Regions from separate parts of the Mus musculus genome. Here regions 1 and 3 are each linked to region 2. A link is a contact called in public HiCAR-type and promoter capture Hi-C data. All regions are on one chromosome and are shown on one strand. The core of a region is the stretch at or near the end of the contact, and the rest is flanking DNA. Distances in the headings are between cores, read along the strand shown.

Region 1 (3,850 bases), core at 136-2,635, 580 kb after region 2:
TGGCCTTGAACTCAGAAATCTGCCTGCCTCTGCCTCCAGAGTGCTGGGATTAAAGGCGTGCGCCACCACGCCCAGCCTTTAAAACTACTTTTTAAATGAGGTAGTCGGATCACTAGTTTGCTCGATCTAGGGATAATGAGGTGGGTGGTAAGTGAAAGAAAGTAGGATTGTCACCCAGAAAACTGCCTTTGTACAAACAGCTTGCTTTAGGGAGCCTATAAATAAGTCTGCTACCTTGTGTACCAATTGGTAACTGTGTTCAGATAATTAATTCTCTAAACCCTCCCACGTATTTCTATACTTCATATTTATATGTTTCTATCAGAATGAGCAAAAACATGGCCACAGTATTAAGTCTTCACATAGGCCCACGGCTTTGTTTTCAGGGTAGACCTCTTCTCAGTATACCAAAAAAGCCTATGTAAGCTTGGACCTTCGACAGGTTTATGTTCCTAAAATCCTCTGTAGCATCATAGAAGGAGCCAGCTTTGGGAGTATATCCCATCAGTTTCGCAGCGATAAGGCTTCAGCATTCCTTTTGTGTTAAGCTATGTAAGTCTGTCACTTGCACTAGTATTTTACTGCAGCCTTCAGTCTTACCTGGTACAGAATGAGGGTGCACATTTGAAAGCATGCTCTTTCCTGATGGGAAGTGAAAGGGTGTGCTGTTTTAGATACTCAAAACATTAGGGCTAGGCAGGATGGAGAATAACAGGGTTAAGGCCTTTCTTCAGGCTGATAATCTTTTCCTTAGTACAAACGCCGGTGAAAACCTCCACGGAGCAGATTCTGCCTTTCTCTGCAAACAGCCCCCAACGTCTGCTGCTGGTTCTTGATAGAGTCTACCCGGCAACTTATATTCAAGTGGCTAATATGTGGGGGCTAACAGGAGCGCGGGCAAAATCGTCTTGGAGCTGCCCTAGTGAAGGAGGACCTCCGAGCAAACTCGGAAGTGGCCTCTCTTCCCATGTCCTGTAAAGCTGGTCTAAGGAAATAAAAAGATGCATGTGACGGGTTGTGTGCTCTGTTTGCGTGGACAGGGGCCGCGGGAACCGGGTGAGGGAGTTCGACGGTCAGGTGAAGCGCGACCTGAGGCCCAGGGCCCCGGGATCGGCCTTCCGAGCAAAGTTCAGATTGGGACCTCTGTTGGAAGCGCTGGCGAGCCGGGTTCCTCTCCGAGACCTGGGCGCGCTAAATCGCAGGCTCTGGGTCTGATCTCTCTCATGGACCCCGCCCCTCGCTCCTTAAGCCACACCCCCTCAAGCGGAACACCTCCCTTCCCTTGGCATTCGCCCCGCCCCTTCCGGTCCGCAATCCGGAAGCGTTCTGGAGCTTGCTAGTTCGCTTTCCGGCTTGAGAATGCGTTCTCTGTAGTGTGACTTGGAGCATCTTTTCTAGGAAGTAAACGCGTCCTAATTTGAGACGCGGACTTTCCGGCATTGCTGTAAAAGCTTCCGGCGCTACCTGGCTGTAAATACTCTGTATCTGACGCCGTGTCGCCCACGAAGGCGATCAGGTTTAGAAATATCCAGAGGGATCTTACGGTAACCTACATCAGCCCGCCAAGATGGCGATGCAAGCGGCTAAGAGGGCGAATGTGAGTACCCCGCTTTCTGCGTGACAGGGAAGCGATGTTGTTGCTTGACTGTTGCTGCGTGCCTGGGGAGCGTTTTTTGTCCCTCCGCCCATAGTTGGGGAAGCTTGTTATCAGTTCTGTCAAAGGAGGTTCTGTCCTGGGCTCGTCCTCAGGGGTGTGTTCTTTGAGCGACTTTTCGCCCCACCCCTATTGAGAGCCCCCTGGCATCAGTGACCTCGTAACGCCTAGGACCAGGCGTTAGGCTCTTCTGAGTCCAAAAAGACATACGGAGTAACTATTTGGTTCCTTGCCAGCTGGAGCCTGGGATTTTTCTCGAATGTAGAACTTTGGGAATCCTCTATTAATATTATGTAAGCACCTGCTTTGTCTCTTGTCTTACAAACGGGAAGCAATTCATCAGTTGGGTTTATTCAACACTACTGTGTAAAGGACTAGTCGGGCTTATGTTCTACTGTTGTCAGTGAGTGTTACCAAAACCTTTAAGGAAAAAAAAAAACATCTTTCAGGAAATTAAGAAGTGGTTAAAACTTAGAATCACACCAAAACAAAGACACATAATTGACCATTGGATATCCTGATGAAGATTTTGGGCAACCGCGATTATGTGAATCATTTCAGTGAATGAAAACTTAGTTCCTGTAAAATAAAAAGATGGTAGGAGTTAGGACAAAACTGTAGAGCTGATTCTATGATTTTTCTTATTAATAGAGAAATTGAATTGTTTTAAAGATACCTACAGTGCTTTTTATAGACCAACGAGAGTGAGCCAACATAATGGTAGAGACCTGATATGTAAGATTCCAGAGTAAAACTGGAATGTGGCTCAGTGATTGCCTAGTGGGCGTGAGTCTGGATTTGACTCCCAGCACCTCAAACCATGACAACCAAAAATAAGTAAAGAGGGGAGTGGTTGGTACACCAATAGAAGAAAAAAATGGTTGGATGGACATAGATGGATAAAGTTTACAATAGGAATATATAGTTACCATTTGATCATATCTGTTTTCTTCAAGAAGTGTGGAGCCCCGGGTCATATCCTATGTTGGCTGAGAAGAGTATAGAGCCTTTTCAAATTTTACAGGGGATGATGATGGTGAAGTTTTAGGAGAGAAGAGAGAGACATACACAGTGTTTTACACAGTGAAAAAGCAGATTTACTGGAGAAATATATTTGTGTGGCAGTTGTTGATTATCAAACTTGACCTGGAAATCTTAAACTTTTATAGTCTGTCTAATTATCACCACTACTCATTTGAAGGTAGGGATAAGCGTTTTTACTTTCATGTTTGTTTATTATTGTATGTGCACATGTAGAGGCCAGACGACAATTTGTGGGAGTCGGTTCTCTCCATGTGGATTCCAGGGATTGACAGCTCACCAGGCTTGCTGGCGAGGGCCAGCTCACCAGCCTGAGGGCAAATATCTTATCCTTTCATTCATATAATGCTTAGCTTCATACCAAAAGCCGTGTTGGTTTAATAAGTGATTACTGAAAATGTTTTGTCTGAGCTGGGCATGGTGGTGGCGGCGCATGTCTTTTATCCCAGCACTCGGGAGGCAAAGGCAGGCGGATTTCTGAGTTCGAGGCCAGCCTGGTCTACAGAGTGAGTTCCAGAACAGCCAGGGCTACACAGAGACACCCTGCCTCATAAAACCAAAAAAAAAAAAAAAGAAAGAAAGAAAGAAAATGTTTTGTCTGGTATGTAATTGACTGTAGTAGCAAAGAGGGACGTGTGAGTCAGCTGTAGAGGAAGAAGGCTAAGAGTGAGGAGTGTACAGCAGGTTCAGACAGGCAACAGACCGGGCCACAGTATCAATGTCACAGATAGGAGGAACAACAAGAAGGGTGAGAGTGAAGAGTGTATAGCAGGTCAAGACAAGCCACAAACTGGGGCACAGTATCAATGTCACTGATAGGAGGAACAACAGCCAGGCCCCTAAAAGGCTGACAAGGGAACGCTGGAATGAAAAGATGTTAGTAAAGACACTTTCAAGTGGTAGCTCAGGTCTGGGTGTCCTATAAAGAAGATGAGTCAGTCAGGACAGACTTTCCTTTGCAGCCTGCATGACTGAAAACAGAAGCAAGATTTAAAAAAAGGTAGAGCTGGAAAGTGCAGGGAAGGTAGACACCTTGTCTTTCATTCAAGGCATCTCTCTTAGTACCTAGCTCACTGTGTACATTTAAAAGGCACTTAGTAGCTGGGCAGTGGTGGCGCACGCCTTTGATCCCAGCACTCAGGAGGCAGAGGCAGG
Region 2 (4,057 bases), core at 979-3,478:
CAAAGCAGCAACTCAGGGAGGAAGGGCCCATTTCATCTTACAGGTTACAGTCTGCCATGAGAGGAGTCAGGGCAGAAGTGTGAAGCCGGAACTAAAGCAGATGGAGGAACGATGCTTGCTGGCTTGCTCAGTTTGTTTTTTATACATCCCAGGACCACCTACCTGCCCAGGGGTGGCAAGAACTCAGGGCAGGAACTGAAGCAGAGACCATAGAGCAACAAGCTTATTAGCTTCCTGCTACTGCTCAGTTAGCTTTCATATACCACCGAGGACCACCTGCCGCAATGGGTTAGGTGCTCTTCCAATTAAGAAGCAATAAAAAAAAAAAAAAAAACGCCCTAAAGAAACTGCCCATAGACCAATCTGATGAGTTAATTCCTTAACAATTGAGGTTCCCTCTTCACAGGTTGCATCAAGTTGACAACCAAAAACAGTCGTCACAATAGATAACTCATATATCTAGGGCATATTTATTTATTTATCTGTTTATTGAGACAGGGTCTTTCCTACACGACTGGCCCAGAATTCACTATGTAGATCAGGCTGTCCTTGAACTCACAGAGATCCACCTGCTTCCACCCAGAGTGCTGGGATCAAAGACATGTACCATCACAACTGGTCTGCCATAAATTTATAAAGCCATAGGCCCAAATAACCAAACCAGAGACCATTAACCTCTCTGCTGGCCACTGGTGTAAAAACACCCACTAATTAGTACGCTCACTTGAAAAGAACAAGAGACTCCTGATTTGTCTACTGCTTGCTTTGTGGGCAGCAGCATTTCATCTAAGCCTGCTTATCACAGAAGCACAAATCTATGGTGGGAAAGGCCGATTCTCCATGCTTTCCCACAACCCAGATGAAACCTCCCTAGAGAAGTCCAATGCTTCACCTCATGTAACTAGTTTCCTTAAGCAGATCCAATATTTACTTTGCAGGGTTCACAAGAATATACATTCACAAAAATCCTTTCTTCATTTGTCTTGGGACAGCCCAGACCTGGCTCATTCATCTATCCAGCCAAGGCTAGACATCAAATTACTAGTGTATAGCTCCTTTAAAAAACAAACAAACCAACTTGCATAAGATCAAGAGAGAGCCACAGTAGGCAGCATGTTGGCCCTTCACTTGCTTTTCTTCCCGTTACTGACTCCTGACTTCTTTTATTTCCTCTGGAGCCTGAGCACAGCAGTTCCTTCTCTCTGCTGTATTTAGTTCCTCTCCAAGTTCACACGATAAGCAGTGGTAATTGCCAAGCAGAGAGAGAAAACCAACATAATCATAACTAAATGTTTCAATCTTTTGGATTGGAGATGACAAGGGAACTGGAGAATAATTGACCTGTCGAAGTTTGATGATTATTCACAAACTTTCACTCGTCACTTGTTTAGCCAGGTGTGCTGACACACAGAAGGGCAAGTTACTGGCAAATTTGGGATTACATAGTAATTTAGTTCTAGGGTATGGATTATACTTGATTGCAACATATTTTTAACAATTAAGTCATCAAACTTTTAGTTTTTAGTAACAATTTCAACCCACATGATGCTTTCACATTAAGTTTTGTTTAAAGGAGAAAGAAAATGAGGCAGAACTATAATGTGTCCAAGCCACAAAATTTCCTAAGATAGAGCCCTGAATCAAATCCATATCTAATCGCCAAAGTTACTGCCTTACAGTGTCCCTTCCTTTGCAATAAAGTCTGGAAACACTGTGGTACAGAGAAAGCCAAACCCCTTTGAATACCTCCTTTGCACTTCCTGCCTGGACACAAAGTATTTGCAGACTCCATCTCCTCTTCGGGTTCTCAAGTGTTTTTTCTTACGATGCTGGACGTACAAGGCAGGGTTAACATGGACCCGAACGTCCTTAACTGTAAATAGTAAAAGACACGCAATCACCAATCTATTGCCACTATTGCCTGACAGTCCCGGGATAAGCAAAGTGTCCCCGCTGGCGTCCCTTACCTTGGACTGGTCAGCCCTGTCCACGCCTACCTCACCGCCGTGGCCACTATGGTCCAGCCGGGCTTCCTCGAACACCCAAAGAAGCTGTACAGTAATGCTAATCTGTCTACCACTGGGTCTTGCTTTCTCGCCAAAGCTCCCTCACTCAGGATGCAGTTTAAGAATTCCCGCCGAGAGCAACTGAAGTAACAACGTAACCCACTGATCCCAGAGTGCTTTGTGCTTCCGCCGTACACGAACATGGTGGCGCCCAGCAGCTCCACACTAATCCCAGCATGCACCGCAAGGTACGTCCGGCCAGTCTGATGATCAGGAAGATGGCATGCTCTGGGGTGGAGCCACAGATCCTTGTACAGTACTTAGTATTACGAAAGGATCTATCTCAGGCTCCCTTTTCCTGGCCCACCGGCGCACTGGTAGCGCAGGCTTGTCACGCCGCCACAGCAGCCTTGCACCTTCATCGAGACCATCCGCACACGGCAGCTTATCTCCGGGAGCTGGGGCGCATGCGCAAGGTGGTTCTCGAGGTGAGGCGTGGGGAGTATCCGGAGGGACCCTAAACGGGGGTGGGGTGCCGAGGCCGGAAGTAGATCTGCTCTTGGGCCCAACCCTTAGCTTCCGGAAGTACGTGTGGCATGATTGTAGGAGGGATCACTAAGAGTTTGGGAATGGTCTGCGCTACGCAGTGAACCTTCCCTTTGGCAGAGCATGACTGTGAAGAACCGACGCAGACCCTGCTATCACAGCGTTCACCAGAAATTGGTTGTTCCAGTGTCCCTTAGATCCCTGGGAACGAAGCTGGGGAAAGCGTGGCGCTTATGCCTGTGCACCAATCTGCCTTTTAAAACTGGGCCTAGCCGGGCGAGGTGGCGCACGCCTTTAATCCCAGCACTTGGGAGGCAGAGGCAGGCAGATTTCTGAGTTCGAGGCCAGCCTGGGCTACAAAGTGAGTTCCAGAACAGCCAGGGCTATACAGAGAAACCCTGTCTCAAAAAAAAAAAAAAAAAAAAAAAAAAAAAGAAAGAAAAAGAAAAAAGCTGGGCCTAAAATTAGCACTGCCTTAATATTGTTAGTAAGAAATAGAGGCTGTTTATTTAAAAGGAGAAATGCTCAGTGAGTGGGGAAAAGGAGTATGTTTTTCAGAAGCTCTGAGTCTCAAGTCTCCTAACTGACATTTACATAGCACCTGCTTCTCTAGAGAAATCTTTATCCAGGAAAACACTGGCAAAGGGGTGAGAGTGGAGGAACAATGGCCAAAGGGACCAACGTGCCAACCTACATCTGTGTTCAACTTTCTGAGGGGTCCTTTCCCATCTTGGTGATTTACATACGCATTTGATTAACCCTTTTTTAAAGATCTACTTAAATTCTGTGTAGGTGTGTGTGTCTGTGGGACATATGCACATGGGTGCAGACGTGTAGGTGTGTGTGTCTGTGGGACGTATGCACATGGGTGCAGACGTGTAGGTGTGTGTGTCTGTGGGACGTATGCACATGGGAGGACAGAGTAGGATGTAGGCTCTTCTGCAGTTATAGGCAGTGAGAACATCCCACTGTGGGTTCTAGGAACTGAACTCTGGTCCTCTGGACACGGAGCATCTCCTCAGCTCCTGGACTAACTCTTAAGGGTTAGGACCATATGATATTCTTTACCAGAAAGCCTTCTCCTAGATCTCCTGGAATTTAAAAAAGTTGTATTTGTATCCAGGTCAAGATCCTGTTGGCCTTAGATCCTATTCTGCTGACCAAAAAGCATATAATAGGGTAGATGAAAAGGGTTGGTGAGATGGCTCATTGGGTAAAGGCATATGCCACCAAGTCTGACAACCCTAGTTCTATCCCTGGACTCACTTGATGGGAAGAAAAAAAAAACAAAAACAAATCTTACAAGTTATTCTCAGTGTGCATGCATAATATAATATTCTAGTTTGCTTTTTGTTGCTGAGAAAAATACCATGGCCAAAAAAAAATCAACTTGGGAAGGAAAGGATTTATTACACCTTACAGGTTACATCAATCATCTAGAGAAGCCAAAGCAGGAACTTAAGGCAGAAATCTTGAAGCAGAAACCACAGAGGAACACTGTTTAC
Region 3 (3,912 bases), core at 423-2,922, 540 kb after region 2:
AAAGCGAGTTCCAGGACAGCCAGGGTTATACAGCAAAATCCTGTCTCAAACAAACAAACAAAACCCTGTCTCAAACAAACAAGAAACAAACCAAAAAAGAATACATAAGTTTTCACTGCATAAAATTTTTTTAAAATAAGCAAAACCATAATGACAGAATGGTTACAGGAAATGAGGGAAGTGTGAGGGGGTACTCCAAAAGAACTTGATGAGAAAACTGGGAGCAGTCAATGTATTTGTTATCTTGATGTGTAAAACTGGCTTCAGGAACATACACACGTTAAAATTTATCGTTATGCATTTCAAGTGTATTTATTTTACACCAATTATACCTTAATAAAACTCTTTAGGAAGAAAAATACAACATATCCAGGTTTAAATAGGGGTTTTTGGTTGGTTGGTTGGTTTTTCGAGACAGGGTTTCCCTGTGTAACCCTGGCTGTCCTGGAACTCACTCTCTAGACCAGGCTGGCCTTGAACTCAGAAATCCACCTGCCTCTGCCTCCCGAGTGCTGGGATTAAAGGCGTGTGCCACCACGCCCGGCTTTAAGTAGGTTTTTATCAGCTTTGTTATATTGTTAAAATTTATAATCAATGGTATATGATTCTACTTTAAGCTCTTAAAGAGCAAAGTAAGTAAGTAACAAAGTTAGTAGAGTTAATGGGGATAGATAGGTTCTATCCAATAGAGTAAAATAGAAAGAAAAATAAAACTTATGCACAAGGCACATCTCTAAGCAAGGACCTCAACAGTCATACAACTGTACCTCCATAAAAGAAAGCGACTGTGGTTCCAACCATTCTTTGGAGCTCTTGAGCTTGGGGAGTGTGCCCGTCACCATATCATCTTGGCTCCTATTTTTCATTGTGGTCATCAAGTAACACAGTCCCTAGAAAAGCTAAAATAGCATTTATTTTGTAATTAAAATTCACAGTAATTTTCTCCGCGGTTTAATAATCAACACTCATGACCTTGGGCACTTAGGGAACGAGTCTTGGAAAACTGCCCGTCCATGTGTCCCTTCCAATTGGCTTGAAACAGGGCTCTCTTGAAGCCCTCCTGGCTAGGAATCTAGTTCCCAGCAGTTTTCTAGGTTTGATATGACATGAATGCTGATGAGTTGCCGCTTTCAAGCTACTGACAAATGAACTTAGAGAAAGAAGGGAATTTGGGACCTTCAAGCTCCAAGAGATCCAAAGCCCTCCCCGGGGCCTGCATGTGAGGGAGAAGAAGACTTGTGGGTCTGCGCCCATGATGAATCTAGGGTACCAGGCCCGCTCACCCGGGAGTACCGGGCCCCCGATTCGCGATTCGCCGGCTCCGACACAGACCGCGTGCGCGGGCCGTCCTGCCGCGCAGGCTTCCACAGGTCCTTCAGCCCCCTCTGGCGGTGGGCCTGCCCTTCGGCTCTCCGCACCACAGTGAGCCCGCGGCCTCAGCCCGAGACCTTGGATTCGGAACGCGCGGGCGTTCGGACCTCTGTCTCCTGGGACGCGGCGCCACCCCTACGCGCCCCTCGGCCAGCGGGAAGACGAGAACGCGCGCGCACCTCGCCGAACAGCACGGAGCAGTGCAGCCCTCTGGCCTGGGAGCGAGGCGAGTCGAAAAGGAGGCAGTGGAACTGTCTCGCGCTAACAGGCAGCTATCGCAGCCAATCAGCTTTTCAGATCCGTGCTACGCCCGCCCCTAGCGGAGCCTCGTCTCCTCTTGTAGCCCCTACTCTGTGTTTAGTTCCCGGCCTCCAGGACTCAGGATTCAGTTAGGCTACCGGCCTCCCATCAATTAGTCCTCCGAAGGCAGCGGCGGGAGAGAGTCGTTCGCCTTACTAGGAACCTGCGGCAAAAGAGTGTTTGTGGCGGTTGACCCTTTGAGGGCCGTCCAAGATGGCAGCACATGAGCAGTAAATGTAGCTCTAAAGAGCCTCCAAGGTGGTCTTAGAGCTCAGGTTTGTTGACCGGTGTCTTGTCTACAGCGTTGATGCTGGCCAAGGAGGAGGAATGAAAAGAGTATCTTTTTTAAATCGGTGGTGCACCTTGAGTGGTTTTGAGATTTTGTGGATAACTGGTTGCTTTTTTTTGTTTTTACTTTATTTTACTTTTATTTATTTGTTTGTTCATTTTTGCGGAGCTGAGAATTGAATGGAGGACTTATTCGCAGATCTTTATTTTTCTAAGACAGGGTCTCTTTGGCCTTGAACTTGTGACCTTCCTGCCCTTAGAGTACCCAAAATAATAGGCATAGACCTTTGTTTTTAAATCTCAGGTAAATCATTAAATAGATAAAAATATTGAGGCTCTGATTTTTTTTTCAAACTCACCTTCATAAACCATTCTGTGAATTCTGATTTTTCTATAATAGTTTTTCTTCCCCTCTGAGTACTGGTGAACCCTGGATGATGGACCACTATTTTCACTCGTCCACCGTTTTAGAGGACACACACTGATAATAAGCTGGAACGTACACAAGAAGCACTTGTATTGTCCCTCGTGGAGTCTTCAGCTGCAGGTTCTGGTTCAGAGCCGAAGAAGCATGAGTCACTTGCAGAACTTACTGTTAGATACCCTGCTGGGGACGAAACACGTGGACAGCGCAGCCCTCATCAAACTCCAGGAAAAGACCCTGTGTGTGACATCACCAGGATTTAGTGTAAGGGTGAAAGCTTCTTAAAAATATTTTTTAGGTTAGCATATAGAGTGTTGGATTTTATATGTTATCTTCATGTATGTGTTGTAAGCTATGTAACATCCGAACATGTTTCAACAATGTCAGAATTTATTGAGTAATGATAAATTCACAAAGTACGATAGTTTCTGTGGCAACAATTTCATACATATGCCTGCTTTCTTTGGTAACCTCACGGGTAAGCACAGATTCTTATTCTGCTATCTTAATTACTAATATCAACTCATGGATTACACACACACACACACACACACAGTGTTACAGATTGGCAATAAAGTGTTATGAGGCCACAGCAGAGATCAAGAATTTTCAGAAGTTCTGAAAAGCAGGGCAGTTGGTAGAAATATCATTAGATATTTGATATTTGTTGATAAATTAACAGTACCAGAGCTTCGGGAAAGAGTCTGGAGAAGCTGTAGTGATGACTTAAGGCTCCTTCAGATCTCAAGTTTGAAACTGAAGCCGCAGAGTTGAAACCAACTCCAGGAATAAAGGAACCAAGATGGGTCCAGACAGATTGGTAGACTGATAGATGGGGCAAGTCCAGGGCAGTAGGAACTAATACCATCTCAGTGCTAGGTGTTTGCTTCTTTAGGGAGCCAGGTAAGGAAGACACACCCATTCTTTGCTCTGTTGTATATGGTAGTTTCTTGGGCCTGTTTTTTCTGATACGATTTTAATATGTCCATATGCCTCTGCTATTTCAGCATTCTCTCTACTCCCAGAAATAAGTCATTTTTTCAGTCTGGGTTGAGTGGGTGGTTCTTGATAGACCTACTGTTCCTGTGTCCATCCAGGTATGAAGTCATCCTCCATCTTCAAAATAGAGTCTCTCGGGGCAAGACACACTGAAAAACCACTGTTTTACAAAATATAGAGTAACTTAGAGCAAAGCACATCCTGATCCTATATGACACTATACCTTGTTTTCATTCATCCCCAAGGGCCTTCTATCCACCCTCTCCAGCTTCAGCTGGTTCTCTTCCTCCCTTAATTCTTCTGTTTTCTTATCATGTGTATTCCATTATCCTGTTTCCCACATTCCTTAAGAGATCCTCCTCCTCTCTTATAAGTTTGTCTCACACACACACACACACAGATACATAACTGTAAAGACGTGTTTGATGTGTATGGGTGTGTTTTGTCTGCATGTATGTTCATGCACCATGTGTATGCAGTGCCTGCAGAGGGCAAAAGAGGGTTTCAGGTCTCTAGAACTAGACAGTTGG

Evidence for each region. Promoter capture Hi-C pulls out the DNA fragments that hold promoters and counts their contacts. HiCAR-type assays count read pairs that join an accessible place to other places.
Region 1: a promoter capture Hi-C map of pre-B cells shows a contact between it and region 2. The contact joins the promoter of Sf3b6 here to the promoter of Ptrhd1 in region 2. A contact is called at or near these places in 11 of 39 promoter capture datasets (the 3T3-L1 cell line, the C10 cell line, cranial neural crest and 6 more), 9 of 484 Hi-C or Micro-C datasets (B cells, CD4 T cells, the G1E-ER4 cell line and 5 more), 11 of 115 datasets of contacts at active chromatin or transcription factors (the 230-238 cell line, astrocytes, bone marrow-derived macrophages and 7 more) and 3 of 9 other capture datasets (adipose tissue, liver and pancreatic islet).
Region 3: a contact with region 2 is called in a HiCAR-type map of astrocytes, with 4 times the contacts expected there. The contact joins the promoter of Pfn4 here to the promoter of Ptrhd1 in region 2. A contact is called at or near these places in 3 of 39 promoter capture datasets (liver, neural stem cells and pre-B cells), 3 of 484 Hi-C or Micro-C datasets (CD4 T cells, cardiomyocytes and uterus), 13 of 115 datasets of contacts at active chromatin or transcription factors (astrocytes, bone marrow-derived macrophages, cardiomyocytes and 10 more) and 3 of 9 other capture datasets (adipose tissue, liver and macrophages).

The regions. Positions count from the first base shown.
Region 1 is chr12:4,816,223-4,820,072 of GRCm38.p6, forward strand. Sf3b6 (splicing factor 3B, subunit 6) reads left to right here and starts at 1,386. Exons shown (of 4, transcript NM_025323.2): 1 at 1,386-1,597. The coding sequence starts at 1,568. It also overlaps the pseudogene Gm20348.
Region 2 is chr12:4,231,785-4,235,841 of GRCm38.p6, forward strand. It overlaps Ptrhd1 (peptidyl-tRNA hydrolase domain containing 1), which reads left to right and starts at 2,229. Exons shown (of 2, transcript NM_001204912.2): 1 at 2,229-2,494. The coding sequence starts at 2,243. It overlaps Cenpo (centromere protein O), which reads right to left and starts at 2,181. Exons shown (of 7, transcript NM_134046.6): 1 at 1,968-2,181; 2 at 1,747-1,873. The coding sequence starts at 1,792.
Region 3 is chr12:4,767,623-4,771,534 of GRCm38.p6, forward strand. It overlaps Pfn4 (profilin family, member 4), which reads left to right and starts at 1,673. Exons shown (of 4, transcript NM_028376.4): 1 at 1,673-2,647. The coding sequence starts at 2,531. Fam228b (family with sequence similarity 228, member B) reads right to left here and starts at 1,612. Exons shown (of 7, transcript NM_175431.5): 1 at 1,284-1,612; 2 at 768-899. The coding sequence starts at 875.